Regions from separate parts of the Gossypium hirsutum genome. Here region 1 is linked to region 2. A link is a contact called in public Hi-C data. All regions are on one chromosome and are shown on one strand. The core of a region is the stretch at or near the end of the contact, and the rest is flanking DNA. Distances in the headings are between cores, read along the strand shown.

The links. Hi-C and Micro-C count contacts between places; a contact is called where the count stands out from the background.
Region 1: a Hi-C map of leaf shows a contact between it and region 2, with 1.7 times the contacts expected there. The contact joins the promoter of LOC107941473 here to the promoter of LOC107945410 in region 2. A contact is called at or near these places in 3 of 34 Hi-C or Micro-C datasets (all in leaf).

Annotation. Positions count from the first base shown.
Region 1 is chrD12:14,272,488-14,279,201 of Gossypium_hirsutum_v2.1, forward strand. It overlaps LOC107941473 (precursor of CEP5), which reads right to left and starts at 4,022. Exons shown (of 1, transcript XM_016875043.1): 1 at 3,717-4,022. The coding sequence starts at 4,022. The coding sequence ends at 3,717.
Region 2 is chrD12:14,130,035-14,136,582 of Gossypium_hirsutum_v2.1, forward strand. LOC107945410 (CDPK-related kinase 5) reads left to right here and starts at 2,661. Exons shown (of 11, transcript XM_016879416.2): 1 at 2,661-3,459; 2 at 3,797-3,927; 3 at 4,035-4,076; 4 at 4,196-4,304; 5 at 4,615-4,693; 6 at 4,783-5,079; 7 at 5,153-5,265; 8 at 5,580-5,687; 9 at 5,770-5,832; 10 at 5,929-6,096. The coding sequence starts at 2,857.

The sequences.
Region 1 (6,714 bases), core at 2,772-5,271, 140 kb after region 2:
ACGTACACTTGTCGAGGTAAGTTTGTGTGACTAAATTGTATATTTATATGTTTTAAATTGAATATTATTGTGTGTGATTTGTATAAAATGCCATGTATAATATCGACCACATATCCCACAAGTACCGAGTCCCGTTTGAACCTTAAAAATTTGAAGGATACAAATGACATGTCATTAGGGTTCCCGAATTGGTTGTAATCCTGCATGTGTTGCGGACACACCACAACTCTTATGAGCGTCTTGATATTTGGCTCTCACAAGCTTCCCAATACTTGGCTCTCACGAGCTTCCCGTTATTTAGCTCTCATGAGCTTCCTGATTAATGACTCTCTTGAGCTTCCTGTTATACAACTCACGTGAGCTTCCCGTTATATGGCTCGGAAGAGCTTCCCGTTTACATGTTTGTATAAACATACATGTACATGAATTGACAGATTACAGTTTTGTACACTTTGTGTGTACTACCCGTTTATCCAACGATATTTTAAATGGTTCAACGGGCTAAGTTCTGATATGAGATAATATAAGTTCGAAACGAACTATTACCCGTATATACATGAAGTACATGGAAATGATATTACTTGATATAGTAAAGCATGAAATGATTGTTACATGTATGTGAAACTTGTTTGATGACTTTGTTCATCCATGATGACGGGCTATTATATGTGCTTACATGGCTAACGTGTTGAAGATATGTGTTTAAGCTTTTGGCCAAGTTGATTGGAATATGTTTTGTATGCTTACCTTATTTGTGAAATAATGGTAAGTTAAATTCCATGTTATACGAACTTACTAAACTTAAATGCTTACTCTGTTTTATTTTCCCTGTTTTATAGTAATTTGGAAGCATGATTTGGTTGGAAGCTGGTCGAAGTTACTTCACACTATCCATCGGCCCATTTCGGTATATATAGTAAATCAATTTTGGTTATAATGGCATGTATAGGTTAATTTGGTCAAATGTTAGCATGTAAATGTTTTGTTGTGATTAGCCATTTGAATGACTTGTGTTTGATATATTTTGATATATATATATATGGCTTATCATGTTTGATGTGTGTTTGATATGTTTGAGTGACGATGAACTTATAAGTATATTGATGATTGGTTTGAATTAGTATATTTGGCATAATTAAGCATATATGTGGTTGGACCAATAGGTGATTGTGAATGTTGATTGACATGTTATAAGATGTTATTTGAGGTGCCTAAAGGCATATTGGTTGTATGTTATGGTAACACATGTTTAGGACATGATTCTAGCTTGATTTAAATGTCTTGTTATGGCTTGGTGATGTGCAAATTAATGTGTATAGGTTGATGTATGTGGCTTGGAAAATGACCTATTTTCGTCCACACGGGCAGAGACACGGGAATGTGTCTCAGCCGTGTGTGACACATGGCTAGATGACACAGGCGTGTGTCCCCTGCACATTTGAAAATTTTTTAATGTTTTTCGAAAAATTCTTTGAGTACCCGATTTAGTCCCGACTTGTTTCTAATGTGTATTTTGGGCCTCGAGGGCTCACATAAGGGACATTATGCTTGATTACAACTGGTTTCTGATATGAATGCTATATGATATGAAATATCTATTCATTTGTTTTGTAAATTTCGGTAATGCTCTGTAACTCTATCCCGGCGACGGATACGGGTTAGGGGTGTTACACAAAAAGATGAATGTTTTAATAATGAGTCAACTTATGTTATATGCAATGTGAGACCAACATCTATGACAAGCTACACAACAACCCAATTGCAAGGTGAGTTCCAACTGCCATTGCATCTAGGACATGTTTTTTCATATTTGTTTTATGGTTCATGTTCAGTGTTTGTGGTTATCCCTCTTAATAATGTTGTCTCGAAGGTTCGAACCCGCATTCTCTTCTTAGGAGTGCAATGTGCCTTACCACTACACCCAACACTTGTTTATTGGATTAACTCATGTTTAATTTGCAAAAATAAATTGTTACATTCAATACTCACACATATATATAGTTAGTATTTAGTACACTTACTTTTTTTTGTTCCACCAACCTTAAAAAATTGTTATGTATCAATTATTTTAAATATTTATTTTTTTAATATTTTATTATACCCCTATAATATAATTGTTAATCCTCTAACCCTACTCGTGGAGCTAAAAACTCCACTAACAACAAGGTACCAAATATTTTTCTTATATATACCCAATATTATTTACTAATTTCAAGCTTGTTTGTCTTACCAGCTATTAGCATGCTTACAGTTTGGTTTTTCCTTTTCTTTTTTTTTTTTATACGAGCATGCTCAAAATTAATCAAGAGTGAAGGGCACCAACCAAAAGAGAGGGTCCCTCCACCAACGTTGAATGCACTAAAGAAATATTTGGCAATTTTGTCCTGATCGATCAAGTCAAATGAAGCAAATGACGAGCCCCAATTCGCCGTTCCTCAACCTCTCCACTTAAGAGTTGAATAAATTTGATAATTAAAAATCTCCCAAAAGGACCTTTTTCTTTTTTAATGGTTCCTGCAGCTAAGGAAGTCCTCAGCCTCTGCAACTGATTGGCATGCACAGAAGGAAGGCAGCTAAAGACTTTTCTTTCTTTCTTTTTTTACCTTTTTGGCTTTTGCAATGAACAAAAACATTTGATTCTGTGTTGTGCTAGGCTGTAAAATGCACGTGATCTTTTGATTCATTCCTATTCTTAACTGGTCCTGTTACTCCAATACTTAAATTTCCCAATTCTATAGTTTGTGTTGCACTGCCTCACATGGTTTGTGTCTCTTTGAGCTTACTCAATTCTTTTCACATATTTGAAGCATTATACGTTGTATATAAATACATATATGCTCTGAGGGTTTCTCCATTCTTTCAACTTCCTTTTCTTATAGACGATATCCGAAAGAAATGTCAATATTACAGTATTTAGTGAATATCAATCAAACCTCAAATCCGCCATTTGAACTTCAGATTTCATAAAACGGCATGCAACTTAGAGGAGTTTGACATCTTAAGTAGAATAAATAAACTTCTTACACTAAATTTGATATTAGTATTATTTTTACGCATTTGTTACGAACCCCATTCGTCCATCAAGAAGTTATGATGGGCCATCTTCAATTCTATAACCAAGTTGGTAATCTTGTTCATTACGGCTTTTTTTTTCCCTAGCATATGCCTCGGTTGCTTGGGCTCCTTTGGATACCGAAGCAATTCCAGTACGGTGTTTAAAAGATTTTTTTGGTGCAATCACACCATTCTTTCTGTTTGGATAATTTTACCCCAGTTTACTAGACGACCTGGATATTAGTGGGACTAAAATGTTTCACTGACGGAAAAATTATAGGTTTATTTACTTAAAAAATAAAAACAATTTTAGAATTTAATAAATCATTAATTATTTATTTTGAATAAATTATTTATTTTAATTTCAGTCAATTTAAATTATTTATTAGCTCTTCAAATATATTTTATACCACTTTAATGATTGAGCTATAGGCAAAGAAGGAACTATAAAATGTAAAAATCCACGAATTTCATTGGCTCACTGACTTCACTAAATATATGTTACAAACACTCAAACCTAAGGTACCTGAAACTGAAATTTAAACTAAGATAAGACAACACAAATAGAAACCGAACCACTTAAGCTGAAATCTTTTCTAGGATAGGAATCTGTGTGGCACTATAATACCATCTGTCTGTCTTCAAAGTAAGGATGTTTTGACCTAGTTTTGAATGGAATGGCCGATACCAGGACTGTGTCCAGGAGATGTGCGCCTGAAATCTTGGTCGTTTTTCGGCGGCGAGGCTCCAATTACCGCAGTTGGTGGTGAAGGTGGAGACTTGGTTTTGTTAACACCATAAATTTTGGGATCAACAATACTCCTACTTTCCTTTGCTAGGATTCTATTAAATGTTCTCACCTTCTGATTCTGCTCCAAAATCAAACGCGTTCCTAAAATTCCCTGAATTTCCAGGAAGAGAGCAAGCGAAAGGAGAACAAGAATAGAGAGAAGATTGTTTTGGGCCATATATAATATAGGTAAAGCCTAAAATGTGGAATTAAAACAAGTGAAGAAGAAGATACTTAGCAACTTTGCTTATAGACTTCTTCGTTCCCCATGGTGCTAGCTCTATTTATAGACGAAGATCGATCGAGAAAAGAGGTGTCAAAAGACTGATAAATATATATATATAAAAGGTGTAAATAAATTACATAATCTTTCTCCACATGCGGCCATAGAGCTTAGGTTATGGTCACTTAAACTCCAACAACAGTTTGCATGGGCCATGCAACTGTTCTTTATTCATTTATTCTCCTCCTCTTCTTAACCTAATGTGATTTCTACTATATATTATTCTCTTATAAGAGTTATGAGTTGTCTACTAATATCAATTAAAGACTTTCAGTCTATCAATATATCCTTTTGTACATGTGATCTATTTTATTGAATACATAGAGTAGTGTACTTAATTAACTTAGCCCCCACCTGCTCACCATTAAGAGTTTATAAAAACATATTTGTGTCAAGAATCTTTTAATATATTGTCTTGTTGTGTACCATGTACAATATATTCAGCTTTCCAACTCAAATTCCCGGCTGTTATAACCCCCCCCATTCTCTCTCTCGTTTCTTTGTAGCTTCTAAAAGTGAAGTGACTTGTAGGTTTTAGAAGCTATGAAAAGCATTTGCAATTGAAGCTGATTTTGCTTTCTGCAACTTCTTGCTGTTGGACCTAACAATTTAATGCTTACTATTTGTTATAATTTCCGAGGGAAAGACTAAACAGGGCTATATATTTTCTGTATACCCGACCTAAAAGAGGCTTAGATAATCAGCCTACACCCACAGTGAAATTGAACTAAAAGAGGCCTTTTAATTCCTTAGATTGGGCTGGAATGGGATGATCATGCATTCTTTTTTTCTTTACAATAACTTTGGAGGGAAATTTTTAAAATTCTTAAGTAATTTAGCAATAAGATATTATGAGATAGTAGTATTTGTGTTTTTTTAGGTAACATGCTTTTAAAAGAAATTAAGTTGTTGAAATTTCGAGAGATAGAAGTTAATTATAAAAGAAGAGCAATGGTTTTCGAAATAAAATAATACATATTAGTATAAAATATATATGCAATATAGGTGCATCAAATTTTCTACAAATTTATAAATATTATGAGTGAATATTTGGTACATTAACTGTGTATTTTTTATTTCATAAATAATCTTAAAAAATTAACATGTGTCTTCTTTTAAATACATTTATATTTTTAATAACTTATTATATCTATATAGGATACTTGTTAACTCTCGATCTGTTTGTGCAGTTTAAAAATTTCACTAACAGTGTACCAAATATTTTTTCAAATATTATTTTAATAATATAAGGTGATTATTTGATACACTTGTGAAGTCTAAAAAATTTCCACCGACGATGGGATAATTTTCCTATAAATTACATAATATATGTTATTTACATTTTTTTAATAGTAAGATTATGTGAATTAAGGGTATATTTGAACACTACAAATTAATTGTATGGGAGTGTAATTATCAGGATAGCAATTAATTACATCTTTTTTAATTACAAACAATTCTTATTCTTAAGATGTGTTTGACTAGTAGAGTGCAATTCTATTTTAATTTGAACTTAAAAAAAAAAGATAAAAATAAAGTTTTAAAGTCACTATGATTCATTGACCATGCGCTTCTCTCCATTTTCACACCCCTCCAAAGAATCCAAAGAATTGAATAGTGTAAATAGGGGTGAACAAAATTCGATTCAAGTAAAAAAATTAAAATTTTCTTCGATTTTCGAGTTAATCGAACTGGGTTATTCTTTTTTTTTTCAAATCAACTCAAACAACTGGTTTGATTTTTTGAATTTGAGTCAAATTGAATTTTACAACTCAAATAATAAATTGATGTAAATACTCAGTGGGTCCCTGACAGTTTTGAAAATGTGCAAATTGGTCCCTTTAAAAATTACAAAAAATTCAAAATATTTATAAAATATTTTTTTCCAATTTTTATAAATATTATATAATTAAAAATATTAAAAATTATACAATAATGCTAAATTATACTCTCTCTTTTTAATTCTAAAATAATAATTTTAAGGCTTTAAACAAATAAATTATCAAATCAAATTTATCATTCCAATTATCTTATCTTCTTTCTCTTATTTTTGTTTTGAAGAGAGTTCTTAAATATATATATATAATATTTTTAATTTAGAATTTAATCATATTAATATTTATATTCTTTAATTTAGAATTTAATCATATTATCATAAAATTTGAATATGATCGATTTATATTCATCTACCTTCCAATATGCCTATAACAGTGGCAACATTAGCAGACCCAAAATTTTATAATTGAAGAATTTATATTAGAAAATATTTGGTAAATTACTATTAAATATAACTACTTAATATAATTAGGTTATTTCATAAAAATAAATATTAATTTTTAAACAAATATTAATTTTTAATTTTTATCTTATTAATATAATATTTTATATTATTTTAAATAGTTTAAGATGAAAGATAAATATGGTAATTTGAATATCTACTTTTTTTTGAAAAAAAGATAATTTTTTTAATTTTTTTAATATCTACTTAACATTTTCTACATTAGGTCCTGTTTGATAAAGTGTTGAAAAAATTTAATCAACTTAAAATTAATATTTTCATCAACTTAATTTATTAAATACATTTGAT
Region 2 (6,548 bases), core at 1,411-3,910:
TCTTATAAATTATTAACACAATTATTGATATAACATCATTTTATGTTTATATATTGTCTACATAAATAATTATATTTATCTAATATAATTATAAATTGGTGTATTCATTTGTTTAAATGTGTATGATTAAATCAAAATTAAAGTTTCAAGTATACATTTGAACCACAATTAGAGTTTCATGTGTATAATTGCACCAAATTAAAATTCATATAAACAACTGCATATAAATCAAAGTTCATGTATAATTTAAGATTTATCCTAAGATTATATTATGGCAAAGTTGTCGTTATAAATTTCTATTTGAGATTGGATAAATATTAAATTAAGAGAATATTTCTAATATTAAAATTAAAAATTTGATTGGATAAATTCTAATAAATATTGAAATATACTTTATATTAATTTTGAATTAAATTTTAATTGTAATTTATACTATTATTATATTAAAATTAAAAAATGAACAGATAAAATCCGTGTAAATTGATTAATCGGTAAAAATGGATAAAAACCTAAAAAAAACTTAGATCTTATTTTTTTTTATTTAAATAAAATTTTTATAATAAGATTTCAACTTTTAACCAATTAGATATTTACTAAAGATCATATATTTAACTAAACATATATTTCATCAATATTAAAATTTTAAAAAAGATTAAAGTATTAAAATTATTATTTCACTTTGATGACAGCATGAGAAAAATGAATCCCTTGTTGTTGAAATGTGGATTACTAATATTAGCTTATATCTTAAGGGAAACAAATATTAGAAAATTCATCAATACAAAAGAAAAGAAAAAAAGGAGAAGTTTCCTCAGCAATTATTTGGCAACCCAGAGGCAAATCAAAGCCAAGATATATATCTTTTCATTAAATCTGATAATTTTATATATTTATACTAATCATGCAAATAAATTATTAAACGTATATCACAAACTCAAGATCCTGGGCATGAATAATATATGTGTATTAAGTTAATCATGTTTATTATATATTTGTATGGTGTGCAAAATTTCAAATGTCAACCATTACATATTTTATTATTATGAAATCATCTAACTCTCTTAAAACAAAAAATTTGGACAATTCTTTATTCTGGACAATATCTTTAACATTTTATCATTATTAGTAATTTCATTAAATTGAATACACTTTTTTGCCCGGATGGAATGAGAGGCGTCCATGAAAACGAAGTAGTTTTGACTTCTAGGAACTGAAAAAAATGGTATTAGGAGTCCCTATATTACTATGTAAAGTTCATTTTAGTCCTACTAAAATTTGCTCCGGATTTATCCTTGTAGATTAAAAATTTATTCAAATCGTGACACCATCACAATTTGTTGTTAGGTTACTGATAATTTGGACAAAGGGATAAATATTAAAACTATACATAAACTTTGTTTAAATGAGCAATTTGATACATGAACTTTGATTTGATGCAATCATACACATGAAACTTTGATTATAGTTACACGAAACTTTAATTTTGATTCAATTGTAAACTTTTAAAGAAATAAATATATCGATTTATTTTTATATTTGATAAAGATAATTATTTGTATTTGTAATGTAAAATGGTGCTATATTGATAATTGTGTTGACGATTTGTGAAAACTAAATCAAATCAAAATTTCATGTATAAAATTATATAAAATCAAATTTCATATATGACATTGCACATTTGATAAAAGTTCATTTATAGTTTTAAAATTTACTCTCGTAGACAAAATAAATCATATCCAATTGATTTATCCATGATCCAACCATGTGTATTTTTTTGGGATGGTTAGGTTTTTTATGGGTATAAATCTATTGAATATGATATCTTTGTCTAAATTATTAATAATTTAAAAATAAATTATTTAAATATATAAAAATTAATTTGAAGGAATTTTTAATAGAAGGAATTAAAATAAAATAAAATATTATAGTATAACGACTCTTGGTAGATTAAGGGTGAGTTTGGATAGGCGATGCGTTTATCTGCGATTAGTGTAAAAACAGATGTGCCAGTAAAATTAGATACTGTAACGATACTGTAGTATGAAACAAAATATAAGCTAAACACACCGTACCACATCCAATCGTCCATCTAAACCCACCTTAAAAAAAAAAAAAGAAGAAGAAGGGAGAATCGACATCCCAACCTGAAGCAAGTAAGTAAACACTCAACACGAAAAATAGAGGAACACGAAATTTCGCCACCAAATTACTGCATGTCAAAACTAAATTCATTAGCCACCCACCTAAGTTTGCGCCACGTGGAAAATCAGTCCAAATCATGATTCACTGGACTGGCCCCACGAAAAAGCTAACCCATCTTTTTCAATTACCACATAACATAACATACTAACCACAACAAGATTAAAATGATTTTGCTAAATTACTTTGAAAGGATTTGGCCGAGGTTCTAAATTTAATTTTAAATTTTCTTACAAAACAATAATATTTAGTTAAAAATTAATGAAAAGACATTTGTATGAAATTATATTAAAATTTTAGTTTTTATAATTAACACTAAATTCATCCTTAAATTAATAAAATAATTATGTTTCCATATTTATTATGAATGAATAACAAAATACTGAATCCGGTAGAGGTAAGTCAAAATTACTGTTTCAAATGCATAAAATTTAATTATAATATTAATTTTTTGATAAACGAAAAAGTGAAGTCCCCGTCGTTTCCTTATCTCACCAATTAACGCTTTCAAACAGCATAGACAACAAAAGCTTTGAGTTTTCTTTTTATTATTAGTTTTCATTTCAGTTTTATAGTTTGTTGAAATGGTTTAAGGCTTTAAGGAGAGATTCAAAATCCTACTCTCCGGGGAAAAGAGAGAGATAGGCGTACACTTCAATGGGTCTTTGCACCTCCAAACCCTCCCCAAACCCTTCTGATTCTACAAATGCCTCTATCAATACCCGGAATAACGATATCTACCGCAAGCCTAACTCTGTTTCGGCTTCTCCTTTACCTGATGGAGTAAACTCCAAGGAAGATCAAGGTAAACAAGGAGAAGAAGAAAAAGAAAGCTCCAATCCCAACAATGAAGGCAAGAAATCGCCGTTTTTCCCGTTTTATAGTCCCAGTCCAGCTCACTACTTGTTTTCCAAAAAGTCTCCTGCGAGATCTTCAACCAATTCCACTCCAAAACGGTTTTTCAGGAGGCCATTCCCTCCGCCGTCTCCGGCGAAGCATATTAGGGCAGTGCTTGCGCGGAGGCACGGGTCTGTGAAGCCGAATGAGGCCGCGATCCCGGAAGGAAGCGACGCAGAGGCAGCGGGAGCTACCGGTACCGGACTGGATAAGAGCTTCGGCTTCTCGAAGCACTTCGGGAGCAAATATGAGCTCGGAGACGAAGTAGGAAGAGGCCATTTCGGTTATACTTGTACGGCGAAGTTTAAGAAAGGAGAGCTTAAAGGACAACAAGTTGCCGTTAAAGTTATACCTAAAGCGAAGGTTTCATTTTAATTTTCTTTTTGTTTTTATCTACTTTATTTATTTTAATCTTAGAACTTTTGCCTTTTTGCGCTTATGGATTTGAATTAAAATTCTTTGACAGTGAAAAAAACGAGATCCGACTAGAAGACCCTCAGTTAGATTTTTATACTTACTGGAAATAAGAAAATGAATTTAAATATTGAATTTGCTGATTTTTTTTAACAGAGTAATCATAACTCGGAATTAAAATGTATACTCACGGAGTTATGTTCTACAATTTTATTTCTGTATAATAGCTATTTTGTGCCTTGAATTGATATGTTATGCTTGTTGATTTTTGTGTTTTTGTTTATAGATGACTACTGCAATTGCCATTGAGGATGTTAGAAGGGAGGTAAAAATATTAAGAGCTCTATCTGGACATAGCAATTTAGTACAATTCTATGATGCCTACGAGGACCATGATAATGTCTACATAGTGATGGAGTAAGTACCATACGAAAACATGAACTCGGTTTTGGGTTCAGTGTGTTCAGGATCATTTGGTTTGATGATTTGTGATGGGTTCTAATTAGTTACTATGTATCTTTCAGATTATGTGAAGGAGGGGAGCTCTTGGACAGAATTCTTTCTAGGTATTTCTTTTCTTCTAATAATAGCTACTTCTGATTCTGATTCCAAAATAAGAGTTTGAGGCTGAATGTACTTAGTTTGGATTTGATTACCTATCAAGTGTATTCTTCTAATCATGCAGGGGCGGAAAATACACTGAGGATGATGCAAAAGCTGTGATGATTCAGATACTTAACGTTGTTGCTTTTTGCCATCTCCAGGGTGTTGTGCACCGGGATCTTAAACCTGAGGTGAATATCTTTCCAGTTCTAATAAGGTTTCTGATTTTTTTTTTCTGGGTGGTATTACACTGGTTTTGTGGTCCCATATAAGATTTCTAAGGTTTATGTAAGGCTTTTCCTTGAGGATAACCTTGTGCCAAGTATTCTGGTTAAGCAGTCACCGAAGCCTAGCCACTACTGCTTGTTTTCTTGGTTGTGCTTCATTCTAGCATATTTCATTTTCATCTTCTTAGCAGCAGAGGTTTTAATAGGTATATAATAAAAATTTGCCCATTGCCCACCTGATATTATACTAAATTTAGCTATTTTCTGTGACCAGAATTTCTTGTTTACATCAAAGGATGAAAATTCACAATTGAAGGCTATAGACTTTGGCTTGTCTGATTTTGTGAAACCGGGTTTGTACTCAAATTCGTATTGCTTAAGCCATAGTGCTTTAGTTATTTGATTAATTTCTTCATGTTTTCTTTTTCCTTTTCAATTTCAGATGAAAGGCTTAATGACATTGTTGGTAGTGCATACTATGTAGCACCAGAAGTTCTACATAGGTCTTACAGTACAGAAGCAGATGTCTGGAGTATAGGTGTGATTGCTTATATTCTTTTGTGTGGTAGTCGTCCATTTTGGGCTCGAACAGAGTCTGGGATTTTTGGAGCTGTTCTAAAAGCTGATCCAAGTTTTGATGAAGCACCTTGGCCATCTCTATCTTCTGAGGCTAGGGATTTTGTGAAGCGTTTACTGAATAAGGACCCAAGGAAAAGATTGACTGCAGCCCAAGCTTTGAGTGCGTGGCTCATCTTCTGTCATATTCATTATTTTTACATTCTTGTAATTTTACTCACAATTGCTTGCCACAGGTCATCCCTGGATAAAAAAGTATAACGATGTGAAAGTGCCCTTGGATATACTGATATTCAAACTCGTGAAGGCTTATCTGCGCTCTTCATCTCTTCGGAAGGCTGCTTTAAGGGTGCGTATATGGTGATTAGAGGTGCCCATAGGCTGGGCCGGGGCTCAATTAAAAAAAAAAACTCAGGCCTGCCCACCCAAAAGCTTATATTACTGTTTAAAAATAATAAAATATTAAAAATATAATTTTATATTAATATTTATATTATTAAATTTAATTAAAACTATTTAAAAGTATTTAATTTAAATTCGGGTTGGGTCAGGCCGAGGACAAAAATCCTTATCCAAGCCTGGCTCAGGTTGATAATGTGAACTTTTTCCTCATCCTGCATGGGATTTCTAGCTCTTATACCCTTCTATTGGTAATTTTTGCAGGCCCTGTCTAAAACTTTGACTGTGGATGAGCTGTTTTACTTGAAGGAGCAGTTTGCATTATTGGAACCAAATAAAAATGGCACTATAAGCTTAGAAAATATCAAAGCGGTTGGTTCCTTCCCTGTTCATAATCTTGAAAATTTTTGGCAGTTTTCTTGTGAATAGTATCTAATGCTATCGCTCTGGTCAGGCTCTGATGAAAAATGCAACAGATGCTATGAAGGATGCTCGCATCCCTGAGTTTCTTGCATCGGTAGGTGCTTCATCTTTTTCTGTTTTGTTTGGAAATGCATATAAATTTAAGAGGTGGTATGAATCTCTAATTGTGTACGGTTTCCTTTTGTGGTAGCTAAATGCACTTCAATACAGACGGATGGACTTTGATGAGTTCTGTGCAGCTGCATTAACTGTTCATCAGCTGGAGGCTCTTGATCGGTGGGAACAACATGCACGTTGTGCTTACGAAATCTTTGAGAAGGAAGGAAACAGACCTATTGTCATTGAAGAGCTAGCTTCGGTATGTTGATCTCCCCTGCAAAGTTTTTGCATCTATGCCTCATTCGGATGATTATTTAATTCCTTTGAGTAGGCTGACAGGTATGGACAACTTACTAAGTCATATGCATGACAATTATGTTTTGAACCTTTGCTAGAATTATAGACTTCAATTTTCACCTATTTGAGAAAATGATTTGCCCTTCGATTTTGTCATTTTATCTTCACATGGACTACTGATTCTTGGACTACACAGGTTACTACAACACCTCACTATTAAGGATATCGAAAGAAGAGAGAGAATGAATAATGTTTGAGATAAAAAATTAACTTTTTTCTTGCTCGTCAGCATCAATTGTAATTAAGAGAGCTGTGCAGTCTATATAAAATTTGTTGCACAATTGTGAAGGTATTGTGTAATAGATGATAGAAAGAGTGATTTAAGGGGCATTTATTTCCCTTTAGTGGGCCTTT